Regions from separate parts of the Sus scrofa genome. Here region 1 is linked to region 2. A link is a contact called in public targeted proximity ligation data. All regions are on one chromosome and are shown on one strand. The core of a region is the stretch at or near the end of the contact, and the rest is flanking DNA. Distances in the headings are between cores, read along the strand shown.

The links.
Region 1: a contact with region 2 is called in a targeted proximity ligation map of alveolar macrophages. A contact is called at or near these places in 1 of 5 promoter capture datasets (liver) and 1 of 2 datasets of targeted methods (alveolar macrophages).

What each region holds. Positions count from the first base shown.
Region 1 is chr3:29,245,827-29,248,617 of Sscrofa11.1, forward strand. LOC106509690 (a long non-coding RNA gene) reads right to left here. Exons shown (of 4, transcript XR_002342411.1): 4 at 151-1,512. Among named protein-coding and RNA genes, the nearest start is that of MKL2, 7.1 kb to the left of the region's middle.
Region 2 is chr3:29,106,683-29,109,613 of Sscrofa11.1, forward strand. All of the region lies in intron 2 of MKL2 (MKL/myocardin-like protein 2), which reads right to left. Among named protein-coding and RNA genes, the nearest start is that of MKL2, 130 kb to the right of the region's middle.

The DNA of each region.
Region 1 (2,791 bases), core at 10-2,509, 140 kb after region 2:
AACTGGAGCCGAAGCTGCCAGCCACAGCCACAGCAATGCCGGATCCAAGCCGCATCTGTGACCGACACCACAGCTCAAGGCAATGCCAGATCCTGAACCCACCGAGCGAGGCCAGGGATTGAACCTGCATCCTCATGGATGCTAGTTGAGCCACAAAGGGAACTCCCAAGAAAGATGTTTTTGATCTTTTCTATTCCCAGGCCCTGACTCCTGGCTATGATGGTCTCACAGTGCGCCCATCTCTCTGGCTACTTACTGGAGAAAAGATAAAGCTAAGTGGTTTTGTTATAAGATAAAAATGAATAAAAAAGCAATTAACTAAACAACTGAGATTAAAAACTAATAAAATAAATCTAAGGGTGGCAGAAGGAAAGAAGGAAAGAGAAAAGCAGACAAAAGCAAATTAGAAAACAGAAAACAATAGAATTGATAAGACAAATCAAAGAGCTAACTCTTTTAAAAGATCAATAAGGAGTTCCCATCGTGGCACAGTGGAAACGAATCCGACTAGGAACCATGCGCAAAAAAAAAAAAAAAAAAAAAAGACCAATAAATGAGACAAACCTCTGGCAAGTTTGCATGAGGAAAAAAAAGAAAAAAATGCAAATAAACAGCTCTAGAAATATAAAAGGGATGAGAGACAAAGACATGAAAGAGGATTCAAGCTAAAAGCACACTGTGTTTAAATTTATGCTAATAAAATATTAACCAAAATAAGACAATATAATCCACTCAAGAATAGGCAGAAAAATTCAACAAGATGAAAAGTCACAGAAGCAGCTGATAAAGAACTCTGCAAGACTTTGATGAAACGTGAACTTAGGCAATTTGGGGGAGGCGTTGGGCAAATTCTGTCAAACCTTAAAGGAAGAGAGAATTTCTATATGATCGAATTGTTTTCAGGGTATAAAAAATTTAAAAGTGTCCCAATTAATTTTTACAAAGCTAACTCATCCTGCAAAGAAGAGAGAATGACAGAGACAAAGAAACAGAGACAGAAACAAAAAACAAGAGTCTTTGTACAGGGTTGAATAATGTCTCCCCAAACTCCACATCCACCAGGAACCTCAGGATGTGACCTTAACTGGAAATGGGGTGTTTGCAGATGTAACTGTTGAGAGGATATCATACAGGGGTATGGTGCGCCCTAAGTCCAGTGACTGCTGTCCTTCTAAGACGAGGAGAGACTACACCGAGATACACTCAGAAGGAAGAAGCCCATGTGAAGATGAAGGCAGAGACTGGAAGGGGGAAGCTGCATAGGAGTTGAGCAATGCAAGCCTTACCCGCAGCCTTCAGGAGCTGGAAGTGGTGAAGGAGGATTCTCCCCTGCAGCCTCTGGGGGAGCCTGGCCCGACTGATACCTTGACTTCCAACTTCTGGAACTGGGAGAGAATAAATTTCTGTTGCTGTAATCACCCAATGTGCAGTGCTTTGTTATGGCAGCTCTAGGACACTATGGCAGGTGGGTATGCAAGGATTTTTTTCTAGTTCTTTGGTCATTTCAGTCATCTGAAAGGCAAGAGGATGTATGGGCTCAATTTAGCATTTGGGAAACAAGGGCATGCACAGGTCGAAATGATGCTTCCTCTCACAGGTATACTCATGTGGTCTTTTGCCCACGTGGAGGATGGACCCAGCAACAGGCTTTCCCCAAGCAACGGTGGGGCCTGGAGCAAGGGCATAAAGGGAGGCCCATATACCATATGGCTAAAGAATTTAAGAGCTGTAAATTAAGCTGTGTTTAAAAATTGTTATACTTCTATCTTGATGGATATGCTTTTTTAAAAAAAAAATTATTTATTTTTTCTTTTTTAGAGCCACACCCATAGCATATGGAAGTTCCCAGGCTAGGGGTTGAACCAGAGCTACAGCTGCTGGCCTTTGCCACAGTCATAGTAATGCAGGATCCAAGCTGCATATGTGACCTACAACCACAGCTCATGGCAACACTGGATCCTTAACCCACGGAGCAAGGCTAGGATTGAACCTGCATCCTCATGGATAAAAAAAAAAAAAATCGGGTTCATTACTGCTGAGCCACGATGGGAACTCCCTGATGGATATACCTTTATAACCACCTGGGAAGCCAAGTTTGAATTAAAGATTCTCCCAATCTCCTTGGCATTCTAGTTTCTTATCAAATGGCATAAGAACAGTTGGACGCACCCTTCCCTCACGGCCCCCAGCTGCTGGGGAAGAGGGCTGGCATTTCAACCCCGTGTCCAAGCTTGTCCACACTCCATACAGTCAGTTGTCTTTGGACTTGGAGTACAAGCGTCTGTCGTGCTGTCCTCCCCTAGGGGAAGGGACCTAGGAAAGAGGCCCACCGAGGCCCTGGGTGCAGGCTAGGGCCATTCAGGAAGAAGGTGGGGGCCCAGGGCCCAGGCACCCAGGACCCCAGAATTCTCAACCCAAACAGGCCTGCAGCCATCTGCAGGGCCTGCATCCTTGGCCTTGTGGTCTGCTCACCTGTGGGCCAGGACTGCGACTTCAAGAAGGACAGATTAGGGCCCTGCTAAGCAAGGGCAGAGACTGCCCTCGCCTGGGTCTAAGGATGGTGTTGCTTAATAGTTTGTCACACTGCAAAAAACAAAAAAACCAAAACAAACAACAAGCAAACAACAGCAACAACAACAACAACAACAAAACCCCCTACTTCTACGGCACGCTGAAGGCAAATGGATACCCTGTGAACAGCTTTATGGGACATCAGAGAGAGGAAGGAAGCACATTACAAACCATGGCAGACACCATCAGACATCTCCCTCTCTTCCCCAGTGTTCTTTCC
Region 2 (2,931 bases), core at 54-2,553:
CACCTTTATATCAAAAATAAATAAATAAATAAATAAATGGTCAGAAGATCTAACCAAGGAAGACAGACAGCCAAAAAGCCCATGAAAAGATTCTCAACATCACTAATTATCACCAAAATGCAAATCACAACTACAACGAGGTATCACTTCACACGAGTCAGAATGCAAAGTGATGCATCACAAAGTCTCCAGACAATAAATGCTGGAGAGGGTATGGAGAAAAGGGAACACTCCTACACTGTTGGTGGGAAGGTAAAATGGTACAACCACTATGGAGAACAGTATGAAGGTTCCTTAAAAAACTAAAAAGAGAACTACCATATGATCCAGCAATCCCACTCCTGGGCACACATCCAGAGAAAACCATAATTCAAAAAGATACATGCACCTCAATGTTCACTGCAGCACTATTTAACATGGAAGCAACCTAAATGTCCATCAAGAGAGGACTAGGTAAAGAAGATGTGGTATATATATTCCATGGAATATTATTCAGCCATAAAAAAGAATAACGCCATTTGCAGTAACATGGATGGACCCGGGAATTATCACATTAAGTGTAGCAAGTCATTAAGTGAGGTAAGTCATAAAGAGAAAGACAAATACCACAGGAGACCACTAGTATGTGGAATCCAATTTTTAAAATGATACAAAAGAACTTACAAAACAGAAACAGACTCAAAGACTTCAAAACCAAATTTATGGTTACCAAGGGGAAACGTAGAGAGGGCAAGGGGAATAAATTAGGAGGTTGGGACTGACACATACACATGACTATATATAAAAAAGATAAGTAAAAGGACCTGTTGTACAACACAGGGAAATCTACTCAATATTATGTAATAACTTACATAGGAAAAAATTCTGAAAAGGAACAGATATAGGTATAACTGATTTACTTTGCTGTACACGTGAAACTAACACAACTTCATAAGTCAACTATACCCCAATAAAGTTTAGAAAAGAAAAAGGAAGTCTATTACATTACCACTCTGTGTGGTACTAAGCTTACTCCATGCCTTCCTTAATTTTGCTCTAATGACCTCTCTGTGGGTTAAGTATTACTTCCCTTTTACAGATGAGAAAACCAAGGCTTGGAAAGATTAAATAAAATTGAGAGATTAGCCTCAAAGTCAGGATTCCAACTTCAGGGCTCGTATTCCTTCTACAATAACACGACACATATGTGCCAAAACGCAAGTAAAGTTGGAGCAAATAATTGGGAGAGACAGATGATGCTGGGCGAGGAGGAAGCAGTGTGGAAGAGGAAGCTGTGGAAAGCTCCATCGGCACAATTCTTTACACACACACACTGTAGGTCAAGTGCATCGGGCACTGCCCTGGGCACTGGGGGTTCCACAAGGACTCATTCACAACCCCTGCTCTCCTGGATGGAAGGACCTTGTTGATCAGGCAATTATGACACAACAGTCGTGCTGAATGAGACCAGCACAACACACCTGCTCCAGGGCAAATGAAGGAAACCACCTTCTTTTACTGCTCACTTTAGCAAACACTGAGGGAGTAGCTGGAATTAAACTCCAGACCCGAAGAAAATGAAATCTAACGTTGTAGATGTGCTGCACATAAACAGGATATGTTTTTGACATTAGGTCATAATTCTTTCAAATAATGAGTTTTTATTTGCACCAGTTGGATTTATGTGTAGACATTAAATACATAGCAAAGTGTACTATAAATATACCACATACTGATAATACACTGTATAGAAGAAGTTACATAACTGCTCTTCTATGCCTAAAGCGGCTCTTATAGCTCTAAAAATGCCAATGTGACGATTTATTTTTTTAACTTGTTTACTGCAGACTTGCTTCAAATGAACATAGCATGGAGCAAAATGCATACTTAACAGTCTCCAAAGCGATGCATTCTGAAGTACTGCAGCTAACATTTAAGTAAAGAGGGTTCCTGAAATATTCATTGCAGTCCATCTAAAATTTTGAATTAGCAAAGGCTTAGAACACATGTGGTTTTTTGCATTGTTATACAAAAAGAACTAGAAAATTGTATTTGTTCCCCAAGTAAAATTGCCAAAGCCCAAATCTTTTTAGCTTCAACAACTGCATTTTCCAAGTGTATTCAAAATGAGTGATTCTCAGAGAATAAAAATTGATTGGAGGAATAATTTTAAGCTGAGATGATTTCCATATTTATCAAACACTGGGGTAAAAGCAAACTCTAATCTTGCTGAGCCATAAATTAGCATTTGATTTAAATGCCAAGAAGTAAATATTTATAAACAGATTAAACCAATGTTTTATTTAACAGATAAAAAACATACTGTACTCCTATCTCTAAGTTCTCCAGGGCAGGAAGGGGAGGTGAAAGGGAAAAGGGAGAAGAGGGGAAGGGGAAAATGGAGAGAAGGCCACTAAAAGGACGGCAGTCTCGCTGTTTTCTAGCTCTTTACTCTTCTTGATAATAGAAATCAGTAGAATTTAAATTTAAACAAAGATATCAAGCAAAGTATTGCAAAACTCATGAAAAGAAATGAAGCTGAATTTACTTGTCCAGGATATCCGGACCAGTTAAGCAACAGAGCAGGGACCCCGAGTCCTCCTCTACACAAGTCCCCCAAGTTTAGAACCGAGTTCTTCGGTACTTAATTAACCAGAAGAGAAATGCTCTTTTCTGAGGCGACCACGCCAGATAGTCAGACGGTAAACTGAAAAACTCAAATAAAGGAGTCACGAAAACTGACAGGCACCAATCTAAGACACTTTCTGTTAAGTTAGAGCGCACAGTCAGTTGCTTGCCCGTCTCCCGTCGCGGGGTCAGGGTCTTCTCTGTGCGCATGTGTTGGCTCTTTGGCACAAACCACCACCGTCTATGATGTCCCGTTTCTGTGTCTTTAAAGTGGAGCAAAAATGGATAGGATTTTGAGCACGAAATGTCTATATTTTTACAATT